Regions from separate parts of the Mus musculus genome. Here regions 1, 2, 3, 4, 5 and 6 are each linked to region 7. A link is a contact called in public HiCAR-type, HiChIP or PLAC-seq, capture Hi-C and promoter capture Hi-C data. All regions are on one chromosome and are shown on one strand. The core of a region is the stretch at or near the end of the contact, and the rest is flanking DNA. Distances in the headings are between cores, read along the strand shown. Region 1 holds the start of Mbtps1 (membrane-bound transcription factor peptidase, site 1). Region 2 holds the start of Necab2 (N-terminal EF-hand calcium binding protein 2). Region 3 holds the start of Taf1c (TATA-box binding protein associated factor, RNA polymerase I, C). Region 4 holds the start of Hsbp1 (heat shock factor binding protein 1). Region 5 overlaps Cdh13 (cadherin 13). Region 6 overlaps Cdh13 (cadherin 13). Region 7 holds the start of Sdr42e1 (short chain dehydrogenase/reductase family 42E, member 1).

The links. Promoter capture Hi-C pulls out the DNA fragments that hold promoters and counts their contacts. HiCAR-type assays count read pairs that join an accessible place to other places. HiChIP or PLAC-seq counts read pairs in DNA pulled down with a chosen protein or histone mark. Capture Hi-C pulls out chosen DNA fragments and counts their contacts.
Region 1: a capture Hi-C map of embryonic stem cells shows a contact between it and region 7, with 3 times the contacts expected there. The contact joins the promoter of Mbtps1 here to the promoter of Sdr42e1 in region 7. A contact is called at or near these places in 2 of 39 promoter capture datasets (cranial neural crest and liver) and 1 of 9 other capture datasets (embryonic stem cells).
Region 2: a contact with region 7 is called in a HiCAR-type map of astrocytes, with 5 times the contacts expected there. The contact joins the promoter of Necab2 here to the promoter of Sdr42e1 in region 7. A contact is called at or near these places in 2 of 39 promoter capture datasets (hippocampal neurons and liver), 1 of 115 datasets of contacts at active chromatin or transcription factors (astrocytes) and 1 of 9 other capture datasets (embryonic stem cells).
Region 3: a promoter capture Hi-C map of hippocampal neurons shows a contact between it and region 7, with 4 times the contacts expected there. The contact joins the promoter of Taf1c here to the promoter of Sdr42e1 in region 7.
Region 4: an H3K4me3 HiChIP or PLAC-seq map of stem cell-derived neural progenitor cells shows a contact between it and region 7, with 8 times the contacts expected there. The contact joins the promoter of Hsbp1 here to the promoter of Sdr42e1 in region 7. A contact is called at or near these places in 2 of 39 promoter capture datasets (embryonic stem cells and hippocampal neurons), 5 of 115 datasets of contacts at active chromatin or transcription factors (embryonic forebrain, embryonic midbrain, embryonic stem cells and 2 more) and 1 of 9 other capture datasets (liver).
Region 5: a contact with region 7 is called in a promoter capture Hi-C map of hippocampal neurons, with 8 times the contacts expected there. The contact joins the enhancer-like site here to the promoter of Sdr42e1 in region 7. A contact is called at or near these places in 6 of 39 promoter capture datasets (the 3T3-L1 cell line, the C10 cell line, embryonic stem cells and 3 more) and 1 of 9 other capture datasets (liver).
Region 6: a contact with region 7 is called in a promoter capture Hi-C map of hippocampal neurons, with 9 times the contacts expected there. The contact joins the enhancer-like site here to the promoter of Sdr42e1 in region 7. A contact is called at or near these places in 9 of 39 promoter capture datasets (the 3T3-L1 cell line, the C10 cell line, embryonic stem cells and 5 more), 1 of 15 datasets of contacts at CTCF or cohesin (large pre-B cells) and 1 of 9 other capture datasets (adipose tissue).

The regions. Positions count from the first base shown.
Region 1 is chr8:119,556,732-119,560,393 of GRCm38.p6, forward strand. Mbtps1 (membrane-bound transcription factor peptidase, site 1) reads right to left here and starts at 2,030. Exons shown (of 23, transcript NM_001167910.1): 1 at 1,915-2,030.
Region 2 is chr8:119,444,360-119,447,992 of GRCm38.p6, forward strand. Necab2 (N-terminal EF-hand calcium binding protein 2) reads left to right here and starts at 2,360. Exons shown (of 13, transcript NM_054095.2): 1 at 2,360-2,905. The coding sequence starts at 2,696. It overlaps Osgin1 (oxidative stress induced growth inhibitor 1), which reads left to right. Exons shown (of 6, transcript NM_027950.2): 6 at 598-1,897. The coding sequence ends at 1,546.
Region 3 is chr8:119,603,377-119,606,691 of GRCm38.p6, forward strand. It overlaps Taf1c (TATA-box binding protein associated factor, RNA polymerase I, C), which reads right to left and starts at 1,830. Exons shown (of 15, transcript NM_021441.3): 1 at 1,759-1,830; 2 at 864-1,002; 3 at 5-89. The coding sequence starts at 1,001.
Region 4 is chr8:119,342,894-119,346,412 of GRCm38.p6, forward strand. Hsbp1 (heat shock factor binding protein 1) reads left to right here and starts at 1,645. Exons shown (of 4, transcript NM_024219.1): 1 at 1,645-1,727; 2 at 2,043-2,109; 3 at 2,720-2,840. The coding sequence starts at 1,683. The coding sequence ends at 2,838.
Region 5 is chr8:119,019,479-119,023,270 of GRCm38.p6, forward strand. All of the region lies in intron 6 of Cdh13 (cadherin 13), which reads left to right. Among named protein-coding and RNA genes, the nearest start is that of Gm31893, 36 kb to the right of the region's middle. Within about 2 kb of position 1,598, at least 45 of the 459 cell types and tissues checked have an H3K27ac peak or open chromatin away from gene starts, as enhancers often do. A contact at or near this core is called in hippocampal neurons, where this site is marked.
Region 6 is chr8:119,303,289-119,306,593 of GRCm38.p6, forward strand. All of the region lies in intron 11 of Cdh13 (cadherin 13), which reads left to right. Among named protein-coding and RNA genes, the nearest start is that of Hsbp1, 40 kb to the right of the region's middle. Within about 2 kb of position 1,578, at least 15 of the 459 cell types and tissues checked have an H3K27ac peak or open chromatin away from gene starts, as enhancers often do. A contact at or near this core is called in hippocampal neurons, where this site is marked.
Region 7 is chr8:117,672,132-117,675,480 of GRCm38.p6, forward strand. It overlaps Sdr42e1 (short chain dehydrogenase/reductase family 42E, member 1), which reads right to left and starts at 1,558. Exons shown (of 3, transcript NM_001357273.1): 1 at 1,469-1,558.

The sequences.
Region 1 (3,662 bases), core at 780-3,279, 1.9 Mb after region 7:
CTCATCGGTCACCTCCTACAATACCTTTGGAAAGTCTAGATTCCTGAGCATTTCAGATCAATGGATGGGTTCTGATCCCATCTATACCACCCCCAAAGCAATCAAGAGTTGTTAATAAGAGGCTGGAGACATGGCTCAGTAGTTAAGAACACTGGCTGCTCTTCCAGAAGACCCAGGTTTGATCCCTTGCACCCATGTGGCAGCTTAGAACTGTCTGTAACTGCAGTTCCAGGGGACCCAACACCCTCACATACATATACAGGCAGGCAAAGCACCAATGAACATTGAAATGAACATAACTCACTTTAGGGAAAAAAAGAAATTGCTAATCATATACAACTTTCTCCTCAAAAGAAATCACTGAAGAGATTCCTTAGAGGAGCTGGGAAGATGATCCATGGAGCACGAGGACTTGAATTAAGTCCCCAAAACTCACACAGAAAGCTGAGGTAGACTGCCCCTGGGACACAGTGGCCCCTTAGTCTCACTCAATCAGAGGCTCCAGAATCACTGAGTCCCTGTCTCAAAAAAAAAAAAAAAAAAAATCAGGTGGAGTGTGATCAAGGAAGCGCGCGCACACACACACACACACACACACACACACACACACAGACTTCCCTTTTGGTCCTCCTAGTCCAAAGATTGCCGACCATCGGAGAGAGAACTGAGTCAGAGAATAAAGCATATGACAGCACCAAGAATGAACAAGATCTGACCAGAAAACATGCTCCTTCATTCCCGAGGGGCGAGGGGGAGGCCTGCCAACACCGCATCACTTTTTAGATAGTAACAGCAAATTGTTGGTTATAAGGGGTGTTTAGAGACTGCAGGAGAGTCCTAATGAGCAAAAGTGCAGGTTCCAGTAGCCACTTCACCCTTACACTCAAAACAAAAACAAAAACCAAAAAGTCCACAAAAAATTAGCTCTGTGGCCAAATGTGTCACATACTGCAAGATAAGACCTTGGCAAAAGGTATTCCACATGAATAGGGGTAACTGTGGGCTATTAAACAACGGACTATCATTCAGCCGTAAAAGATGAAATACTGACTTACGCTACAACCATAAAAAAAGGTACTGGTTTATGCAACAACATAGATGAATTCTGGAAACAAGACACCAAAGGCCACATGCGACTCTTGACCCACTATTCCCAAAAAGCAAACCTAAGGAGACAGGTCCATCGGTGACTAAAATAGCAGACTAAAAATCGGTTCTAACCACAGCAGGGTACCGGGAGTCTGGGGAGTGGTTCTCAAAGCGGGCTGTGGTGCCGACTGAACTGCTCCGCAAGATGACACAAAGTCACAGGGCGGGACCACTTAATACAAGTGACCCTGTGATACATAGGACACTTTATAGAAATCACGGTCTTGCGTTTAAAAAATAACGGTAAGTGGTGTGGCGCTGTACGTCTTTAATCCCAGCGCCAGGCAGAGACGTGAGGATCAGGAGTTCAAAGCCAGCTTGAGCTACTCAGACCTTGTCTTAAATATTAACTTTTTCCCCCCCCGACTAGTTTTGCAGATTTTTATGCTTTTCTCTGTCCGGCTTTTTCATTCGCCTCCAAACCTAGGGGTTGCTAGCGAGGCTGATCCCAGAATGAAATCTTCAAGTGCTCCTCCCGTCCCTTCAAAGCGCCACTCAAAAACACCTACAGCAAATGCGAGTCCGAGCCGCGATGTGCACTGAGCTGCAGCTCGGTTCCCCGGGGCTCGCGACCGCAGGGCCCTGCGGAGGCGAACGGCGCTTGCGCACCGCGGCGCGCAGGCGCAGGCCAGGCCGCCGCAGCCGCCGCCGCCGCTCCGGGCCAATTTCTGGGGAAGCAGCTGCGGTAGCCGGCGGCCCCCGCGCGGGCAGCGGACGGCTGAGCCTAGGGCGCGTCCGGCTCTCGGCCGCCGCCGGCAAACGTACCTGCGTCCGCCTCAGGCTCGGGGTCGGCGGACCCGGGAGAACGGCGGCTCCGCCGCGAACACGCCTCGGGTCTCCATTCGGGGGATGTTTACTCGCAAGTCTCGCGAGACCACGCCGCTGGGGCGTGGGGGGGTTACGACGGCCCGGCGTGCTCTGCGCGCCCGCGACCTGCGTGCGCGCTCCTGACGGCCCGGCACCGAGGCGAGAGGCTGTGCGGAGCTCTCGCGACATTTGCGGTCTTGGGGGAGGGGTCGGGAAGGGGCGGAGCCGAGGGCGAGGCCAAATCGCCCTCTCTGGGTATATATAGGGAACCCTGGTGGTTTAGGTTTCTCCAGGTTTCCTGGCCTGGAAACTCAGGAAGGGTGCGAGCACCTTTGCGCGGCTGAAGTGGGACGGCGCCTATCCAATCTATGTGTTCTCCTGAACTACTCCCATGGCCCCAGTTTATTACTGCTGCCAGGAGGGTGCATCAGCATCTTGAGAAACAGGACGTTTGTAACACCAACTATTTACCATTTGGAACAAACAGGATCAAGGTGAATTTCGTCTGGTAAAACGCACTTGAGCAATTTAGCCACCTGTAGAACGGGCCCATTCTCAGCCTTAGTACTGAGCTGGATCGATCACTCTTGGCCCTGGCACAACCTAAGTGTGCTCGGGGACTGTGACTGAAGCAAACAGGATGGAGGAGACAAACCCTGAGTCCTAGGCTCATAAGCTCACCTTGGCTGCCAAACCTGGTATGGAAACTGGGTTTTGCATTGGGACCTCCAGCCGAGCAAACTCAAGAAAAGGGGATCCGGACCCAGGATTTAGGTCAGGGTATGGAGGGGACCTTGTGCAGCACTCTTGTGTTTTCCCTCAGGTGTTCAGTCAGAAGAGTGCATGTAAGAGGGGACAGTACTCTTGTATAGGAGCCAAGTTTCCATCCCAGAACCTGCTCACTGTAACTTCAGCTTCGGAGGGATCAGGTTTTTGGCCTCTGAGGGCACCTGCACGCCTATACATAATCCTACACAGACATACAAACGAGATTTTAAAAGGGCGGTTCTGAGACAGTAGCCCCACACATTGAAAAGGATAGACCGCATTTATTCCCAGGTTCCAGAATCCTATGGATAACCCATCATTCCGGAAACTCGCTGTGGCAACCCCATTGCCTGCCCACTCTCTGCCCTGAGACTTGAATCTTGCTCTTGGCCTGATGTCTCCCTGCTGATTCGCCACACTCTCCCCAAGGTCTTCTGTCCTTCAGATGCCTGAAGCCCAGTAATTAGAAGACCCTTGCTGGCTCAGGAGAAGCTGGGAGCAATAAGTTGATGTCATAAAGGACCCATTAAGCCTGCATACAGTAGACTTTAGCTAAAGGAGTGCTCAGAGCTGAGTAGTGGACTAACCAGACTGTAGGAAAGAGATGGCTTTACCACAAATGTAATTAAAGTTTTGGTTTTCTGGGTTTCTGTTAAGATCACCACTGATTAGGGACAGGACAAATGGAGACACCCCCGGCCATTAGGAACACTCCCGTATCAAAGACCATGCCTCTGTTAGAAAGTTCAAAGCGGGTACTGGGTCACAACACCATTGAATCCCGGTCCTCATTAAGTCCAGGTTCTCGTATCAGGAAGAGCAATATTCTGCCAAGCGCACATGCTGACCCTGGCTAACAGCTGCCTAGGGGCTGTCTCAGAATAACTAGAGCAATTACTTTCCGTTGTAAATCTCCCACTTCAAACAACCAAACTTAG
Region 2 (3,633 bases), core at 1,110-3,609, 1.8 Mb after region 7:
CAGGTTCTGAGGCCGCTATCCAGCGCCCACTCCCTCTGTTCCTCCCTCCCTCTCCTCCAGGACAGCCCTGCGCTTAGCTCTGGCTGTAGAGCCCTCAACCTCATTGTCAGCTTCATAGATGTGAGCTATTACAACATTTCCTTAGATCTGCTGAGTTTTTTGTTATTGTTGTTTTGTTTGTTTTTAGTTTTTGACGCAGGGTCTTAGCATTCGAGGCTGGCCTTAAACTGGTGGTCCTCCTGCCTCAGTCTCCCGAGTGCAGGTAGTCACCAGCTTTCAGACTGTTATTGCCCATTGAGGGTAATGATGTGGCCAGCCCAGACATGTCACCCCATGGTCAAGTTCCAGTCTAGGTGCTTGGCTTGTACCCAACACTGTACGATCTCCCAAGACCCTCATGGGATGTTGCCAATACACTCACACATAGGGAAACTGAGGCACAGGGGGTTTCAGGCTTTGGATGGTACCCTTGTTAGTTCTGCTTTACATGGGAGACACCCAAGCCTCCCCTCAGCAGGGCATGCCGTCACACTGGCCAGTGCCTACTACCATGCCTGTCTCTGATACCCAGCCCCTCCACGTCTGCTTCCTCTTTAGAGGTCTCCGCAACAGCAGAGCCACAGCCGGTGACATCGCCCACTACTACCGGGACTACGTGATCAAGAAAGGCCTAAGTCACAACTTTGTGTCTGGTGCCGTGGTCACTGCCGTGGAGTGGGCTAAGTCCGAGCATGGCAGTCCCGAGGTCCAGGCATCCAGTCCCCTCTTCCAAGTGAATGGCTACTTGACTACCAAGGACCACGGCCACCAGCCCTTCTCACTGCGGGCCCGTAATGTGGTCCTGGCCACAGGCACCTTTGACAGCCCAGCCATGCTAGGCATCCCAGGAGAGACCCTGCCCTTTGTCCACCACGACCTGTCAGCCCTGGAGGCAGCCCTTCGGGCAGGCACTGTGAACCCAACCTCAGACCCGGTGCTGATTGTGGGAGCAGGGCTATCTGCAGCCGATGCTGTCCTCTTTGCCCGTCACTACAACATCCAGGTGATCCATGCTTTCCGCCGGTCCGTGCATGACCCCGGCCTGGTATTCAACCAGCTGCCCAAGATGCTATACCCTGAGTACCACAAAGTGCAGCAGATGATGCGCGATCAGTCCATCTTGTCTCCTAGCCCCTATGAGGGCTACCGCAGCCTCCCTGAGCACCAGCCACTGCTCTTCAAAGAGGACCACCAAGCAGTGTTCCAGGACCCACAGGGGGGCCAGCAGCTCTTTGGGGTCTCCATGGTGCTGGTCCTCATTGGCTCCCACCCCGACCTCTCCTACCTCCCCAGGGCAGGTGCTGACTTGGTCATAGACCCAGATCAGCCACTGAGTCCCAAGAGGAACCCCATTGACGTGGACCCCTTCACCCATGAGAGCACTCACCAGGAGGGCCTGTATGCCCTGGGGCCGTTGGCTGGGGACAACTTTGTGAGATTTGTCCAGGGCGGGGCCCTGGCTGCTGCCAGCTCCCTGCTGAAGAAGGAGACCAGGAAGCCACCTTAACATTAGCCTGGCACCCTGACACCCAGGCCCTGAAGAGGAAGAGGGCTTATCACAGCCCAGCGGGACGTGAGCCCATCTAAAGATTTCCCATTTGGGAACCAGTCTCCCCAGCAGAAGGGGAAGACTTGAGCCATGTGGATGGACTATCTGCCCCAGAGGCATGGGGAACACAGGCTGCCCTACCCTCAGGCGAGATGAGGCCCCAGGTGGGAGCAGTAGCCATAGACCAGGGGGCCCCCTTGAAACTGTCAGTGTGTGCTGGAGTCACAGGGCCAGCTGAGTGTCCAACTTGGAGGGCCCCAGGCCCAACTTTTCACCATCAGATCTGTAATAAAACCAGCTGTGCCTCCACTGTGCCTGAGGAGTCTGTGCTTGGGAAGTGGCTAGGCAAATAGACCGCGCACTGGGCCCCTGGGTAAAGCCCGCAGCTCCAGGAGAACAAGCGATAGGGCCCCAGAGTGGAGCATCCATAGGCACAGGGCTAGACTCTATGGAGTCTGGGTCAGGAATGAGGCTTCCAGAAGCCTGATGCAGCCCTGTCCACTCTGTCCCCTGGTCTGCCCATTTGAGTCTCACCTCCCGCCTCAGGGCCTTTGAGCAGGCTGGTGTCCAGTCCCGGGACCCCTATTCAGGTGTCTTGAGTCTGAGTCACTTGCACAAGTCTGCGTCTTGCTCTACCTTCTGGGCAACTAGCGCCCGCGGGTGGAGGAGGGGAGGAAGGGACTCGGGGAGAATCATCCGGCAGAGGGCGCTCGGGGCTCACCGGACACCAGTACCAAGGGGGGAGGGGACCGGGGGTCAGCGAGACCCTGGCGGGGACGGGGGCACAATCCCGGGGCCCCCACCCTCCTCCACACCCGCCCTAAGTTCTGCGTGAACGAAGCCATCCCCCTCGGGGGCCGTGCCAGGGTCCGGTCGCTGGGCCCCGCGTCCCCGCGGGCAGTCCCCTGCCTCCGCTCTTGGCCGGCGGGGTGGGGGTGGCGGGCGCGGAGCACGTGGCTCGGGGTCCGGGTAGCCCCCCCACCCCCGGCACTGGCGGTCCCCGCGGTGTCCGGGCCGCGGGGCCGGCGGCGGGAGCGGCGTGCGCGGGCGGGCGGGCGCGGGCAGGGGGCGCGCGGGGGCGCGGCCGGGCGGGGGTCGGCGGGCGAGATGTGCGAGCGGGCGGCGCGCCTGTGCAGGGCCGGCGCGCACAGGCTGCTCCGGGAGCCGCCGCCGCAGGGCCGCGCGCTGGGCGGGCTGCTGCGCTGGGTGGGCGCCAGGATGGGGGAACCCCGTGCACCGCTCGTCCCCGACATCCCCTCCGCGGACCCCGGCCCCGGGCCCGCCGCATCGCGAGGGGGCACAGCCGTCATCCTGGACGTGAGTACGCGCGGGACCCTCCGCCCAGCGCGGCTGGGTGCCAGTCCACACCCGGGACCTAAGGACCCTCTCCACCATTCGCTCCCTGCCTGTTCCCGCATCCCCGCATCCTATTGCTGAGACCCTCCTTGGCGCGGGGACCCCGAGCGCAAGCCCCAACTCTCACTGCCGCTGAGACGCCTGTCCCCCAACCCAGACCTCAAGATCCTCTCCATTCCTCCCTCCACTTTATCTCATCTCCACATCCCATAGCTGGGACCTCTTCTTCCCGCAGGGACACCCCCGTCCAAGACCCCAACTCCACCCGGACCGTATTACCCTCACTTCCATCCTCTTCTTCCGCTTCCTTGCATCCCCATATCTCATAGCCTGGGACCCTCCTCCGCGTGGGGATCTCCAGAGCGAGCCCTCCCACCACCCCATCGCGGCTGAGGCTTGGGTCCGCACCCACCGAGGACCCTCTCCTCAGTCGCCCCCCTCCACGTTCCCGCTTCCACTAATTACATAGCACGGACCCACGCTACTCCCCTTCCATCGTGGCTGGGGCACCGGTCCCCACTGGAACCGCACGACCCTCTACATCTCCTCCTTCACATTCCCGCATCCCCGCATCCGATAGCCCAGTCCCCGAGAACTGCTGTAAGTCTGGCCGCTATTCCCCTCTTCAGGTCCTAACCAAACCATCACTTGAGTCCCTACGATAGGGACAAGAACTGGGCACTGCTAGC
Region 3 (3,315 bases), core at 580-3,079, 1.9 Mb after region 7:
TTACCAGGATCAGGAGGCATCAGGAGGGGGAGGGGTCCTGGCGTCGATGGCTCCCACAGTAGGTTCTTGGCAAAGGACAAGGTCGGATCCTAGGGAAACGGGGCAGCAATAACATGACAGGTGTGCAATCCCTGCCAATTAACTAACTCAGTCCTCGGGACAAATGTGAAAAGGTGGTCACTTCGCTAATGAGGAACCCTGAAGCATGAGGCTGCCGCCCTAGGTGACAGAAGCAACAAACAGGCATGGACTTGAACCCAGGCAACCGACTCCAGAGTCTGAACTGAATTCTAAACTTCATTCACAGCAGCTTTCAAAGGAAGCGCCTAAGTCATGACTGCCTACCCACAACCCAATGAGCTCCAACTTCCTCAGCTATCTCCTCTGAGTCCTGCCATTCAGTGGGCACCCTTGTCCCAAGGACCAAGAACTCCCCTCCCCCAACACCCTCTCTTTGACATGCTCTCCTCAATGTACTCAATACAAGGCTGCTAGAGATGGACCTCCCAAGAGCAGAAATCCTGCCCCTGGCATTCCACTAATTCAGGCAAGTCAAGGCCACACTATAAAAGGTCTGCCCGTTGGTGTACAGTCTCTCACCATAACTGGAAGTCCCTTAGGTGGGGTTGCCTGACTTCCTCATGCTGGGCTCCTGGGCCTGTAAGGACCCCAACACATAAACACCTGCTGAACCCAGGGAGAGGGAGCGAGGAAAGAGGAGCCACAGCCTCTGTTGAGAGACACTGTCTGGACAGCAGGGCAACCGGTGCGCAGCTCAAGTAGCAGCTGCCTAGACCTCTTTTCCCAATAAGTGAGCAAGGAGGAGGAACAGACCAAGGAAAGGACCCTATTTCCATCCTCACCTTGCAGTTCTGTGGCTGGGACCCTGGCAGGGTCAGTGCATCTCTCCAGCTGCACATGAAGGACAGGTCAGGGCCATCAGTCATGCCAAGTGGACCGGCCTTAAACAATGAAGGGCGCAGGGTGCCAGGGAAGTCCATCCTGGAGAGAATGTATCTAACGTTACACACGCCTTCATTAGGAGTCTCAACAGTGCACCAGGGTTCTCAGAACACAGTAGGGGAGACCACTACAAGGTAGCAGATAAAGACCAGACTATGCCTAATGCCAGCGCGTCAGCAGGGCTGCCCAAGGACTGCTCACTCTCTTGAGGGCAGCCAGACAGATATCTCTGCTCACACCTTGGAAGAGGGGCTGGGGAGAAAGTGATCGCAAAAGGCCTCGTGGCAGGTAAAGTGCCAAAGAGATAAGCAACCACAGAATATACAAAGGGGAGAGTGTGGAGGACCAAGTGATGCCGATGAAGGCTGAGCGTTCATCAACGCGCTGCGCATGACAGTAGCAGGCTGACTTTCTTCCACCCCTCTGTGGACATGGGCTGCGTACTATTCCTGCTTCCCCACTGCCAAACACAGGCTTCTCCGAAAATGCCCGTGGGCTGAATAAATGCAGGAACTCTTTAGAAGCAGTAACTGTCAAGTCAGCCCTCATTTTTAGTAAAAATTAAATCTAACATCCGCAATAAGAGCACCAGCAGAGCACTAGTACCCGCTGGACAAGACGTGAAGGCGCTGAATTTAGAGTCTGAACTGAAAACCGGTGTGTAGTAACCACAAGTGTTCCCGGACCGCCCTCCCTCGTGGCCAGCATCTAGGACGAGCCTCAGCGCTGTAATCGACCAGTCTCTATAGCCACGTGGTCTGCCACGTGCTCTCAGCATTCCCGCAACAGCCTCACCTGACCCCGGGGCCGCAAAGGAGCCAGAGTGCCGAACCTCAACGCCGCCACCCACAACTGTTGGAGCAGACTAAACTGTTTTCCGGATCAGGCCGGAAGTTCGCCCGAGAAACAGGAAGTCCCGCCCCCAGATCATCTAACCGAGTCCTCCAGCGCCACCTGCAGAGCTGAGGGCCAATATGCATGGTCGTGGCGCCTAAGCTATGAAATTTCCATCCTATTTCACAAAAGTGTTGAGAAGCTTGAATTGATCCTCTCAACGAACAAGTGAGCACCTCCGATGAGCCACGCACTGTATTTATTACCCACAAGTCCTAGAATCCGCTTCATAGACACCTCTGGGTGCATGTGTGGCTTTAACAGGGGCCAGGAGGGAATATTAGCTTGTCATTCTCAAGCTAATATTCCTTGTGTGTGCACCTGCGAGTTTTGGGGGATCTGTTCAAACTCGCTCGCATGCAGCGAGTCCTGGGCTCTGCCTGTAAGTTGCCTTGGTCCTGACACTATCGCGTAAAACTTAGGACGCGTGGCTCTGCTGACCACTTGCTTTCCATCGCCTGGAGGCTAAGAATATCTTCAGATAGAATCGAGACAAGGAACAGATTCTCCTGCGTCACTGCAACCTACCTACATGACATTCCCGCCAATGTGTTTGACGACTTCTTTGGGTTTGACTTTCCTTTGTCCTGTAATTATCAGAACTTCATAAATCGGTCTTCATGGTGGAGCAAGTTATTCAGGGAGAAAAATCTGTGTTCCTGAGTTTATTAAGGGATCTCTAAAGGAACAGAACTGATTGAATGAGTATGGAATAGAGGAGATTTTATTAGACCGGCTTACAGGCTGTGATCTGCGTAGTTCAATAATAGCTGTCTTATGACAGAAATGGCAAGGAGAATTTGGTACTGTTCCGTCCACGAGGCTGGTTGTCTCAGCAGTTCTGATCTGGTGCTGTAGTCCTGGGCCATTCCTAAAGAGCCGCCGAGCTTCAGTCTCTGTTGGAATCCTAAAGAAATTGATTTGAATACTGAAAGGAAAACTTCAGCAATGCCATAAAATAAATGGTTTTGCCGGTGAGGGTGAGGTCCAGCAGGCACAAATCATGGTTTCTTTTTCCATTTCTTTTATCTGGGCTGCCACCAGAAGGTGATTTAGGATGGCTCTTCCTCCTTCAAATAATCTGATTAAGAAAATCCCTCACAGGGCTGGAGAGATGGCTCAGCGGTTAAGAGCACTGACAGCTCTTCCCAAAGTCCTGAGTTCAAATTCCAGCAACCACATGGTGGCTCACAACCATCTGTAATGGGGTTTGATGCCCTCTACTGGTGCCTCTGAAGACAGCTACAGTGTACTTGCATATAATAAATAAATAAATAATTTTTTTTAAACTTCCTCACAAGTGTGCCCAGCAGTTTGGGTCCCAGTTAATTTCAAATATTCAGTTGACCACCAAAACTAGCCATCATATGGGGGCATGCTCGTTGGTGTCTATTTGGCTCATGCATAACTTTATTACTATTATTATTTTATTGATTTTTTTTTTTGAGACAGGGTTTC
Region 4 (3,519 bases), core at 395-2,894, 1.7 Mb after region 7:
CATCTATCTCCCTGGCCAGGCCTGACCCACCTTAGTTACCAATGCTAATAAGACTTAGTCTTCCTTCAGCTAAACAAACTGCAGTTACCCCACCCTCACCCCAAAACACAGTCCTGAGACCAAGCTTGTGTGTCAGTTGCAGACAAATAGTCAGGGGCCATTCTGTGGGACTGGAAGTTGGGGTCCTCACTCAACAGAAAGCAGAATTTTGAAAACTTTCCCAGATGCTGCTGAAGAAGAACACACGGTAAGTAAATAACTTAGGGAAGGTCACAGACCTGGTCCCTTTTGAAGCTGGGCCTCAGCCTGGGTCTGGTGGACGCTGGAGTTCCCTGTTTCTCTCCTTTACTAAACTGTCTCCTGGCCTGTAGCCATCCATGTGCCTGTACAATTCACTGTAACGTAGGAACATGGAGAACTCTGGCCGGTGTTGGCTCTGCAGAGGGGATCAGCCACTCCTCCTGCCCTGTCTAGAGTCTTCCTTAAGCTGCCCAACTCCCTATAACAGCCCCAAGGTAGGGTGGAACAATCGGACCTTATATCCTAACGCCGCGTACCTTCACTGGTTTGCTAGACTCAGAGACACCCCCACTCCAGTCCATAAATGTAAAGAATTGGATCTGTCTTAGTTAGGACATCTATTGCTGTGAAGAGACACCATACCCACAACAACTCTCATAAAAGAAAATATTTAACTGGGGCTGGCTTACAGTTCAGAGGACTAGTCCACTATCATCATGACAGGAAGCATGGCATGTGCAGGCAGACATGGTGCTGGAAGAGGAGCTGAGAGTTCTACATCTGGATCCACACACAGCAGGACACTGGCCAGGCTTGAACTTCTGAAACCCCAAAGTCCGCCTCCTAGTGACACACCTCCTCCAACAAGGTCACACCTACTCCAACAAGGCCAAACCTCCTAATAGGGCCAGTCCCTATGGGCCTATGGGGCCATTTGTATTCAAATGACCACGATATTCTATCCCAGCCTCCTCCACTGCCTGCACTGTGTTTTGTCTGTGTGAGGTTGTTGGGTCTCCTAGATTTGGAGTTGTGAGCTACCCTGTGGGTGCTGGGAATAGAACCCGGGTCCTCTGGAAGAGCAGTGAGTGCTCTTAACCGCTGAGCCATCTCTCCAGCCCCCTAATGTTTTTTAGTAGTAACAGAACACTTTCTTATTTTGTGTGTATGTTTATGTGTGTATGCATGCATGTCACAGCAGTGCACACACAATTTGTGGGAATCGAGTTTCTGCTTCCAACATGTGGATCACAGAGATTGAACTCACAGTGTCAGACTTTGAAGCAAGCTCGTCACCGGCTTCGCCTTGCAAGGCCTGAGTGCCTAACTACATCCATGGAAGAAGCCAACGCTAATCCCCACAATTTTGGTCCATTTCCGGCGTTTTCTCCTCCTCTTCCTCTCGGTTCAGCCTTCAGGGTGGAACTGGGCGGAAGATGAAGGCGGAGCTAAGAACTGGGGGGCGTAGCTTATCCGCAGGCAGGACAATCTGAAGCCTCCTAGGACCTTCCGGTGCGTGGCAGAAACTACAACACCCACAATGCCTCGCGGTCCCGTGACCGTGTAGTCGCGAGAACTGTCGGCTTGTGGGCGTCTGCGCCGAGAAACCGAAGTGTAGGTGACGGTTCCGAGACATCGCCGCCAAGCTGGGCACCGGGGAGATGGCCGAGACGGACCCCAAGACCATGCAGGACATCACCTTGGTGGTAAGCGGCAGCCTCATATGGGCCTGGACACCCCGGGGCCGCTCTCGGCCCTGGCGTGGGGTGTGGCCAGCGGCCTCGGCCCGCGCACCTGCGGGGCTCGCCCTCCGGTCGGCCCCGACCCGGACCCTCCGGACCTGACCCGCAGGGACACCGATCCGAGCTGGCAGGCCCTTGCTGAAGGCCTCACACTCCAGCCGGGAACCACCACCACCCCACCCCCCCTTCATGCCTGCGTCCTCGGCTCCCCAACGCCGGTCCCAGGAAGGGGGTCTCGGCATAGGTTGGGATCGGCTGACTTGTCCTGGTTTCTCTTAGGTGGAGACGCTCTTGCAGCAGATGCAAGACAAGTTTCAGATCATGTCAGACCAGATCATCGGAAGGAATATCCTTTTGATTTGGAGGCAGTTTCTTAACTGTGGGGGTGAGCGGGGTGGTTTACAAACAGATTTCAGTTAGTCATTTAGAAATTGCCTTTTTTTTTACAAAGGGTTTATTATTTTTAATTATATGTATAAGGGGGTACTGGGAGTGACTGAGACCAGAGGCGTTGGATCCCCTGGAGCTGGAGTAACAGGCGGTTGTGAACTGCCCAGTACACTCGTGCCCTCTGCAGGAGCCTCGCGTGCTCTTAACGGCCGAGCCTTTTCCCCGTCCCCACTTAGAAGTGTCTTTCCTGATCTTGGCTATATTGTGTTCCCGTGGAGGACTGTGCCAAGAGCCAGAGACACAGCGAGACCTACCCCAAGCCCTTGTTGGTGCCCCTCCAGAACACCAGTAAAGGGGTTTGCATGGTAACCGTTGTCTGGGAGTACTTCTAGAGTTGGAGGTGTAGGGAAGAAAACTCACCCCAGTCCCCCCGAACCCCGACCGCCAGGCTGTCACTGTAGCCAGATGAAACTGGGGAAGCAGCTGTTTAAACCAGTGGGCGGGGGCCTGGGGGGGAGAGGCCGAGGTGAGGTGATGCTGCCGTGCGGGCTCTTTAACTGTGCCACTAGATGACATGAGCAGTCGGATTGACGACCTGGAGAAGAATATCGCTGACCTCATGACCCAGGCTGGAGTAGAAGAACTGGACCCTGAAAACAAGATTCCTACTGCCCAGAAGAGTTGAAGGTGAGGGGGGGGGGTTACCTCAGCGTAAAACGCCCGTCAGTGCGACGGGGTGGGGGGGTGTCGTTGATCGGTTATCAGGAGACCTCTCTCCTCCCCACCGGTGAACTCCCAAGTTTTTGAAATACCACCCGAAGTGAGATCTGACGCCCTCTTCTGGTGAGTCTGTAGACAGCTACAGTGTACTTATCTATAATAATAAATCTTCAGGCCGACCTGAGCGAGCACAGGTCCTAAATTCAATTCCCAACAACCACGTGAAGGCTCACAACCATCTGTACAGCTACAGCGTACTCATATACGTAAAATAAATAAATCTTTAAAAAGAAAAGAAATGTTCCATGCCAAACTAGTTCCTTGGGTAGATTTCACATTTCCGAGTTGTATTACTTCAAACTTACTGTATCAGTGCCAGGCATGTGCCAATCTTTTTCCTCATAGCACGATGTCAGCTATGAAATTCCCACCTAATCCCAGCACTTGGGAGGCAGAGGCAGGCAGATTTCAGAGTTCGAGGCCAGCCTGGTCTACAAAGTGAGCTCCAGGACAGCCAGGGCTACACAGAGAAACCCAATCTCGAAAAACCAAAAAAAAAAAAAAAAAAAAAAAAAAAATGAGATTGATTTTTCCTTCCTTCCTTCCTTTCTTTCTTTCTTTCTTTATTTCTTTCTTTCATTCATGT
Region 5 (3,792 bases), core at 348-2,847, 1.3 Mb after region 7:
GGCATGACCTTAAAAAAGTGGGAAGGGGCTGGCTAGATGGCTCAGTGGGCAAAGATGCTTGTGGCCAAGGCTGACAATCTGGGTTTGATCCCCAGACCTCACATGGCAGAAGGAGAGAACTAATTCCCACAAGCTGTTCCCTGACCTCTACATGTATGTGTGCCATGACCACAGCATATACATGTGCGCGCACACACATACATACACACACACTGAATAATTGATAATTTTTTTAAAAGAAAGTGGGGTAAATGGTTTCTAACTGTCAGTGTTTTGGGGGGGTTTTGTTTGTTTTTTATTTTGATTTTGTTTTTTGTTTTTTCTTGTGTCTTCTCACATAGATGTTAGAGATCAAATTTGTTCTTTCCCGATGTCTGTAGGAGCACTTCATACCTCAGAGGAGCATGAGCTCCTGAGCAGTGCTCACAGACCTGTCCTGAAAAGAGTGCTCCCTGCGTCTCCTCCTTGCACCAAAGGGAGGTGATAACCCAATCGGCCTTAAATCCAAGGCTTGCCAGCCAAACCCGGCTGCACTGCTCAGTCTGCTGATGTGGTTCATACTGAGGTTTTGTTTTTTTTGTTTGTTTGTTTTTGTTTTGTTTTGTTTTACTGAAATGAAAATATACTACATGCTGCTGGAGCTATGGCTCAGTTGGTCCAGTGCTTGCCTATCTGTACAAAGCCCTTAGTTGGACCCCCAAGCACCACATGGGTATGATGGCAGGAGCCTGTAATGCCAGCACTCAGGAGATAGAAGCAAGAAGATCAGGAGTTCAAGGGCATCTTTGGCTGTTTCATAGATAGTACAATGTCGTGCAGGGATACAGGAGGCCCTATCTCAAATAAATATATTAAAAACAAGCAAACAATCCCATGCAGCCCTCTCCTGCCTCACTGAACTCTGACTCTCCTGAAAGAGCGGCGGCTGGCACATTGGTGGGCGGAGAACCCAGGTAGACTGGGTCATCCATGACATCTCGTTTTTCTGATGGTTAAAAAACATCGAAAGATCTGCCTCAGGTGTCGGGGCAGGACTCAAGGCAAGCCCTAGAATGGCTCCCGACAAATCAGAAGGCAGCTGGAGTCAGACATTACACCCACCATCATTAATAAGAGATTTGACTCTCAGTCTTTTCCAATGGGTACCTAATTTACATACATTTGCATTTATGTTCATGTATTTTGTATTTCTGTACACTTTAATCCCACCCCTTTAAACATAGCTGTAATAACTTCCCTTTCCCCTTGCTTATAATCCAGAAGTTTAAGCTTGATTTGAGCCCTCAAATTAAGGGCTAAATCCCGTCAGTCACCATGGCAATTGTACCCTTCAGACATTCCTAAGGCTACCCTGAGTTCCTCCACCGCCCTGATTTACAACATGAAGTTTAGCACCCTCGGCCTCCTTGGGAACCCAAGGGGCAAATTGGTTACTTAGCAACCTCATAAACGAAACAGCTCACAGTACAGGTTCGCCCCATTTTGCTATAATGAAATAATACATCTTGCGAGAATGAAAAAGCCGAGGTGTGTGCCATGTGCGAGGTTCACACTTTGGAGACAAGCTGTTCCTTCCACACAGATTAGCAGACAGACATTGTGTTGGCTGCCCGCTGGCTCGCAGTGACTCAGCTTTTCCAGAATGAAGTCCTTCTAGGAGAGTCCTAGGGCTGGAAGATGACTACTCGGTTATGTTGACTTTCCTAGCAGCCTCTGGGAGTGGGATGTAAATTCAGATGCTTTTAAGAGAGTGGACAGTCCCTGACCCGACTCATCCCTTCTGAGCTGTCTTGAGTCCCAAAGCACCTGGCTTGAAACTAGAGCTCATTCTTCTACCACATAAAATCTACAGCAGCAGCAGCAACAGCAGCAGAAACGGTAAACAACCGAGCTGAAGGAGGAAGGCCAAGCAAGCAAACGGCGAAGGATAATCTTCCTTTGCCATGGCCCTACTCTCTGGGCTGCCACCAGCAGATGACACCCTCTCCTGAGGCGGGCCTTCCTCAGACGAGGCTTTTCCTGCCCAGAGACCTAAACTGTGGCAAGTGACATTAAAACCAACCATTACCACCTCTCAAAGATGCCCGAGTCAGTAGATTCTAAGATGGCGTACTGTTGGCATAGGAGAGCCGCACACACCCGGCACCTCATCTCTCTATTATCTTCAGCGCCTCATGGAATGTAAATGCAGTGTAGGTTTTTGCTGAACGGTGTTTAGGGAACGATGAGAGAAAAGCCTACACATGCTCCATACAGATGTCACTATTTCTCCCCAAATGCTTCTCTCCGGGAAAACAGGTCGAATGCAAGGCACAGAGCCCGTGGATGTGGAGGGCTGTCAGTATGAACATTGAAACATTCCTTCTCTGTGACAAAGCCTTCCTCAGCAGTTTCCCTGAGACCCCTCCAGTCAGGATGTAGCCCCTACCGAAGGAGGAGTTCTGTTCAGAAACACACACAGTCCACCCATGACTCGTGCTGTCAGAGCAGAGGCCACCTGCAGCTGGCTCTGCACCTGTCTCCTTTTCAGGACTGCTCAACATGTGTGTGGGTCCCCTTCCTCTGTGATGGCCATGTGGGAGCGCATATCATGGGTGATGGGTGACCCATCCCTTCTTTTAATTCCTGAGTGTTCTTTCTATACTGCGGAAAATGTCTGAGGCAGAAAATGAAGTCACCCGTAACCTCAGGATCCAGATAAGCAGATTCATAGATTTTCCTCCCCTCTGGGTGAATTGAAAGCAACAGATGTTGATGGTAAAAATGAAGATGAAGCAGGGGATCATAACAAGACAGTCTGAGAAGGACAAGTCTCCCATCTCCTACAGTCCCCGCCCCTCTCTCCCAGCAGTCCCTGGGAACTAATAGCCTAGCATATGTGCTTCTTTATTTGTTTAAGGCTGGATCCCAGAACAATGCACACTCCGCATTCTTTGTGAAAGGCGTTGTCTCACTACCTATTCTCACAAACACACACATCAGCTTTAAGAGTTCCCTGAGGGTAGAGGCCCTCTCCACAGGGCGTGTGTCACCCCCTGGCTGCTGTCTCAGCGGGAGCGATGAGGCATCTTAGTTAAAACTATAAATAGGCATGGAGGACGACCCTGGGCCCTCAGCCCTCTCAACCCCCTAGGAGCTAGACTGTAGCTGTGGTCAGAGCATACCCTTGCTGTCTTCACAGCAGCACCATCTCAGTCTGCGCCTGCTGCCCCTTCAGTATAAATAGGGAATTGCAAGGACATAGGGTGGCCCAGAAGTAGGGCCTAGAGAGAGCTGGATTGAAGCCAGCAGGCAGAAGTAGAGTAGTGCCCAGGCCCCTGTCCAGAAGGCAATGCTGGTGCACTCTTTGCTGTGAGACGAACACCTATAGAGGCTCCTATCAATACCCCACTGAGGCACAGGCCTCTCTTCAATGCTTTGGTTTCCTGCTGTCACTTCCTGCTCCCTCCTTCCTGTTTCCTGAATCTACATCCAGAACTTTGTCTTCATCGGGTCTATCTGAGTGCAGTCCTGAGGGGTCCCAGCCCCACCTTTCTCTCCTTGGAGCACTCTAACCTATCATTTCGTTTCCATGTAAAATGCCCCTTCCACACTCACTGTTTAAACACAAGTGGTACCCAGTGGTGGGGCTGTTTTGGGATGTTGATTTGGACATGTGAACTTGCCAGCAGATGCAGGGCTGTAAAGTTGGGTCTGGAGGGTTATAGACAGGCCTGGTTCAAGCCCTAGGTCTCAGCTTGCTGACATTGCACAATGGTAGATGGTCATCTCTCTCACCCTCCATTGCCACAA
Region 6 (3,305 bases), core at 328-2,827, 1.6 Mb after region 7:
ACACATCCGTTCTCTCTGCTCTTGACTACCAGCAACGTGCAGTGAAAAGCCGCACCAAAGTTCTGCTGCCTTGACTTTTCGCAGTGAAGGTCTGTGACCAGGAACTGTTCGATACAAAGTTGCTTTAGTCAGAGTGTTTTAACAAAGCAGCAGGAGACACAACTAAAACAGCTGGGGGGTGAGGGGGTGGAGCCAGACGAATCCCTGGGGCTCTCTGACCCACCAGTCCAGCCCGAGACCAAGGTTCTAGTGAGAGACAAGATAAATGGTTCCTGTCTTAGTCAGGGTTTCTATTCCTGCACAAACATCATGACCAAGAAGCAAGTTGGGGAGGAAAGGATTTATTCAGCTTACACTTCCACACTGCTGTTCATCACCAAAGGAAGTCAGGACTGGAACTCAAGCAGGTCAGGAAGCAGGAGCTGATGCAGAGGCCATGGAGGGATGTTGCTTACTGGCTTGCTTCCCCTGGCTTGCTCAGCTTACTTGCTTATAGAACCCAAGACCACCAGCCCAGAGATGGTACCACCCACAAGGGACCCTCCCGCCTTGATCACTAATTGAGAAAATGCCCCACAACTGGATCTCATGGAGGCATTTCCCCAACTGAAGCTCCTTTCTCTGTGATAACTCCAGCCTGTGTCAAGATGACACACAAAGCCAGCCAGTACAGCTCCTGAGGCGCGATGTCCAGGCACACATAAACTAAACAGCTTGGATATTTAAGTGCTGCACTCCTTGAGTGGAGTCACGGACTGATCTTCCTAACTGATCATTGTAGGGTCTTTGGGGTCTCAGCCAGACATGGAGATGCTGTCTGTGACCACCCTGGGAATGAACTGAGCATTTTCCTCAGGAAATAAGGGGCCTCCAAGCCCATCTACAAAGATGTTAGAAAAATGTCTCCTTTATCATCAGCACCATCAGGGACATGCCCTTGACTGGGTAGGTGGGGCTAAGCCAAGGACCATCTGCCTGACAGCGGGACACTCCCACACTCAAGGGAATAACCAGCCATAACGTGAAACAGAATATTTCCACTCATTTTTTTATAGCCAAGAAATTGACTGGGATGTGAAAATACTGTCAGCCACGCCCATGTGTACCAGCTCAGCCCACGGCATCTTAGCATCATCCCTCTGCCAGCCCTCCTTGGCACCTTTCCCAGCGTGGTAGGGTCATTCACTGCAGGCCATTCTTCCCTGTATCTCCAGCCTCCTCCGCTTCCTGTCAAAGCTATCGATATAAATGAATATCTCTATCAATATTAATATGATTGATTGTTGATGTGATAAGATCGATGTAATAATTAAGATTATCAATATGGCTTGATAATCTGAAGCCCTTGGAAACCCAGCAGGGCAGATGTGAAATGCTGTCTCTTCAGGTCTACAATGTGAGGTGAACTCTGACGAGCCAGGAAGCCTGACCAGTGCAGCCTCGCCCTCCACATTTTCCACACAATCCCGTTCGATTCCTTTGCTATAAAAAAATGAATGAAAACACTCAAGGTGGTTGATTATTCCCTTGAGTGTGGGAGTATCCCATTGTCAGGCAGATGTTCACCATGTGAAGTCATGTTAACTCATGATTCCCCGGGAGCCTACGCTGTGTGCCTCTAGAACATGTCCAGGCAGATGTGGGACCAGTGACGAGGGCAACTTACTACTTCCCAGCACTTCTCAGAGTTAGCTTCTGGGAGGATTTGTGTGATCCTGACATTCTGAAGTGTGTGTGTGTGTGTGTGTGTGTGTGTGTGTCTCAGTGTGTGTGTGTCTCAGTGTGTGTGTGTCCCAGTGTGTGTGTGTGTCTCAGTGTGTGTGTATCTCAGTGCGTGTGTGTCTCAGTGTGTGTGTGTCCCAGTGTGTGTGTGTGTGTCTCAGTGTGTGTGTCTGTGTCTCTGTGTCTGTGTCCCAGTGTGTGTGTCTCAGTGTGTGTCTGTGTTTCTGTGTCTGTGTGTGTGTCCCAGTGTGTGTGTGTGTGTGTCTGTGTGTTGGCATCCACGTAGCCCATCTGGCCTTGAATCTGCTATGCAGCTGAGGATGGCCTTGAACTTCTGACCCTACTGTCTCTACTTCCCGAGTGTTGGGATTACAGATGTGCACTCCACACCTGGTTTTGTTCTGTGTCTTTGAAACCAGCCCACCCAACTACCCCCAAGGACCCTGTTCATCTAAGGGGTCACTTGGGGTCTCATGAGCTAGGGATCCTGCCCCCATGTGCAAATCTGGTCTCTTGCATGCAGATGTTGACAGCAGGCTTGTCTGTAACAATCAAAAACTGAAAACTGCAAACGCCCATCCGCAGTGAACACACAGACACGGCATGCTATACCCACATGGTGGCATGTGATTCCGCCATCAGGGACCAATGCTGGGGTGGACTTCAACATGGATGGGCCTCAGAAACACGGCATTAAACAAAATAAGATTCAAAAAAGATCACATATTGGCTGAAGAGATGGTTCAGCAGTTAAGAATAAAGTCTGCTCTTAAGTTTCCAGCACCAACACGGCAGCCCACAACCCTCTTTAACTCCAGTTCAGGGGGGTCTCACGCCCTCTTCTGGCCTCCACAGATACTGCATGCATGTGATGCACAGACATACATGCAAGTAAAAGATAAAACCCCATGCATGTAAAATAATTTTTAAGATTGCATACTGCATATTTCATTTATATGAAATGTCTGGAATGAATCAACCATAGAAAGTAGGCTGGCGATTGCCCAGGGCCTGCAGTGGGTACTAGAGAGTTAGCGCAAAGGTCTCTTCTTGGGGACAATGAGGGTGCTCTAGAGTCAGAGCATGGCGCTGGTTACGAGACTGTGAATTTACTAAAAAATCAATTTGTTGTAAAAACAAAAAAGTGAAGGCTGAGAGAAAAGGGAGCAGTACAGAATTGAAAAGAAACTACCTTTAATTCCTGTGTAACTTCCTAATCTAACATTTCCTTTCTGGTTATTATAGCCCTCACGGTTATTGTAAAGAAAATTAGAAACAGAAGAAGGTATTATTTTAATGTTCATTACCTGGGGAGATAATCGCCACTTGGGTTTTAATATATTCCCTTCTGATCTTTCTGCAGCCATGTATACATTTTAAAATTAGGATCATGCCATGTTTTCAGTTTTGTGTATCATCAGCTAGGTATGACGCTTACGCACGTTCCTGGGCAATGGAACCTACCAGGAAAAAAAAAAGCCTGGTGTTTGGAAAGTGAGAAATATCCTGTCTGGCTAAAATTATGAATTTTTTTAAAATGGCATTTTTTTTAAAAGACCTGGTGCTGCATCTCAGTAGTGGTG
Region 7 (3,349 bases), core at 308-2,807:
ACGGCCAGCATCCATCTCACACTTGCACGACAAACACTTTATGGCAAGTGCGAAGCCATCTTCTCATCCCATGAACATTTTAATAGTCACCATAACCAATCTGTGTTTCAAATCACCATGGAAACTCTATGTGAATGTAGACTCCTGGTCTAGAACAGTCTTCAGGGACAAAGAGCACCTGGTAAACTGGAGCCTAGTGCTCTGGATAGATGAGCATTCCACAGCCTTCTAACTGCCCTCGTCCTCTCTGCTACACTCATGCCTCCTTCTGTCTGGAAGTCAGTATGCCTGACACTCCATCCTACCACCGTGGCATTTCCTGCCATTTCCTAAGTGCCTGGCGCTGCGCTACAATGTGTTTATAAATTATGTCACTTGAGTGCTCATCACTGCCCTAAAAGAGACAATGCTAACCAGTGGGTCCCGTTTTGCATGTGAATAAACTCGGGCCCAGAGACAGAATGATCAACAGCTCCAAGTCCCATAGGGAGTGAGTGGATTACAGGGTTCTATGTATCCACTAGGCCAAGGGACACCTGACTTCATCACTCATGTCCCAACCCCAGCAGTCCCAGAGGGCTGGCCAGAGTCTCTGACCTGAAGCAATAGGTATGGAGCATACACTGATCTGGACTGTGTATCGTTTCACAACCGGCACATTCTGTAATGGCTCAGAAAGGCAAAGGAAGAGCTACCTCATCTATTCCCATGAGGCATTGGGGCATGTGACACAGCATTAAAACTCTTATATAGGGAATCATGAAATTGGGTCCTGGATTTAGATCTACCATCAGCTACTTGTGTGACCCTGGACAGCTTTTTTTTTTCTTCCAGTTTTTTATTAGGTATTTTCTTCATTTACATTTCAAATGCTATCCTGACACCCACTCCTACTTCTTGGCCCTGGTGTTCCCCTGTACTGGGGCATATAAAGTTTGCAAGACCAAATGGCCTCTCTTCCCAATGATGGCCCAACACTATGAACTAACCAGTACCCCAGAGCTCGTGTCTCTAGCTGCATATGTAGCTGAAGATGGCCTGGACAACTTTTTAACCTTGCCTCCTCCTCCCTTAAAATGCAAATCACAGCAACCGTGGTACGCTCGTTTATTACAGGAGTTTTAAAGTTATACCACTGATACTTAAACACAGTTCTGAGGCGGCGGCAATTAGACTCATCCAATTTGGTGATACTTACAACCGTTGTCACCCTCAAGAACCATCCGTCACCTTCAGCAACTATTAGTTATCCTCAGCTGTCATTTGTGACCCTTAACTACCAGCTATCATCATCACCCACTACTTGTCGTTCTCAAATGCCACCTGTTACCCTCAATGGACACTTCAGGCTCCTTTCACCCTCAGCCGGCTCGTCATAAGCCCGGCAAAGTGCGTTTAGGACCGCCCTGCCATCCCAGAATAGGGACCCCGTGGGTGACGACAGCCCTTGCGACCCCAGACCACTCACAGAGGCAGACGACAGCGTGGCTTGTAGAAGCAAGACGAAAGAGCCTCTGGTGCCTTGCTGCCCCCGCTCTAGAGCAAAAGCTGTCAAACTGGCTCCTAAAACCGCTTCCGGGTCTCTCTAGGAAGCCCGGAGGTTCCCTCATCTCTATGATGAGCAAGTGGTTTCTCAGTTTTAAACTGTGCTGAGGCAGTTCCGAGTTTCAGAATCTTTTGAGAGGGTCATCTAGACTCCTCTTCCTACCTTCAGCTTCTGCTTCCAGGCTTCCATCTCTCTGTGTACCTCTATTAATGAGTGCAGAACTGATCGAAGAAGGGGTTTAGCTCAGCCGGTTTCCTTGGATGGGTGGGTGGGCGGATGAATGGACAGACGGGTGGGCAGGTGAGTAGATGGATAGGTGGATGGGTGGGTGGATGGGTATGTGGGCAGATAGAAAAATATATGGGTGGATGGGTATGTGGGTGGGTAGAAAGATGGGTAGGTGGGTGGATGTGTAGGTAAATAGGTATGCGGGTTAAGTATATGGGATGATGGAGAGGTGGTATATGGATAAATAGATGGTGGATAGATGGCTGAGAACATGGATAGATGGGTGTGTGGGTGGATGGATTGATGGACTTCTGGCTGGAGAAAGGATAGACGACAGATGAAGGTCTGTAAGTAAGGGAACAGTCGCTCTCCACGTTTCTTTAAAAATATTTTATTTTAGCTGGGCAGTGGTGATGCACACTTTTAATCCCAGCACTTGGGTGGCAGAGACAGGCAGATTTCTGAGTTCCAGGCCAGCCAGGGCTACACAGAGAAACCCTGTCTCAAAAAACAAAACAAACAAATATATATATATATATATATATATATATATATATATATATATATTATTTATATATATATAATTTTATGTATATGAGTGTTTTGCCTGCACATATGCAACCACATGCCACAGATCTCCTAGAACTGGAGTTACAGGCCAGTTGTGAGCCACCATGTTAAGTGCTGGGATGTAAACCTAGGTCCTCTGCAAGAGCAGGAAGTGCGTTTATCTGCTAAGCCATCTCTCCAGCCCCTCCACTTACTTTTTCAAAGCCTGTTTTTTTCCTGACCTTTGGTTTCTATATGTGGATATGTTTTGTTGTGTTCCTGATTTTGTTTTCCCTGCTCCCTGTTACTATGGCCACTGACTATGTAACAAGCGAAGCCCAACCTTCGTTCCCGAAGGACTTAGAAGCTATGAGGAGAGGAAGCTAGCTTTCTCCTTGTTAGGAACACCATATGCCCTCTCATTAGAGCTGTGGGCTTAAAGAAAGCTGCATAGTATGTGTATATAGCCCAAAGAGACATGTGCCTTATACGGGACCCTGGGTCAGAGAGTTTTGTTCTGGAAACTGGAAAAATGAAGGTTTTTGACTCCAAGTGCTTTCCTTGTTAACAGAACTGGTCCCATATTCAGACTCACTCAAATGGGCTCACATGAATGATGTCATCCACAGCTTGGTTTTCCTCATGTATATACATAAAGTCACAAAGGTAGACACAAGCCCCAGGACATAAAAACAAATGGAGGCCAGAAGAAGAAAGCGAAGATGCTGGTGGGACCCTGACTTTCTTGGCTGCCTGGTCTTCAGCTTCCATCTGGCCGTAGGCCTCAGGAGAGGGAAGATAGGGTTGTATTCAGTGGTCTTTAGGGACAGCTTTTCTGTGGCTCCTTGGGATATTAAAAAAAAAACAAACAAACAAACTTAGAAAAGAAGAAGACGGATGCTCAGGAGCTGGGAGCCCAGCTATGTCCTCTTGAGACCAGCAGCCGTGGAAGAAGGGACCCCTGAGAATTCAATACAGGAGATTGTTTTCCTGTGAGCAATCCCAGGATCCTCCAGGGGATGCCCA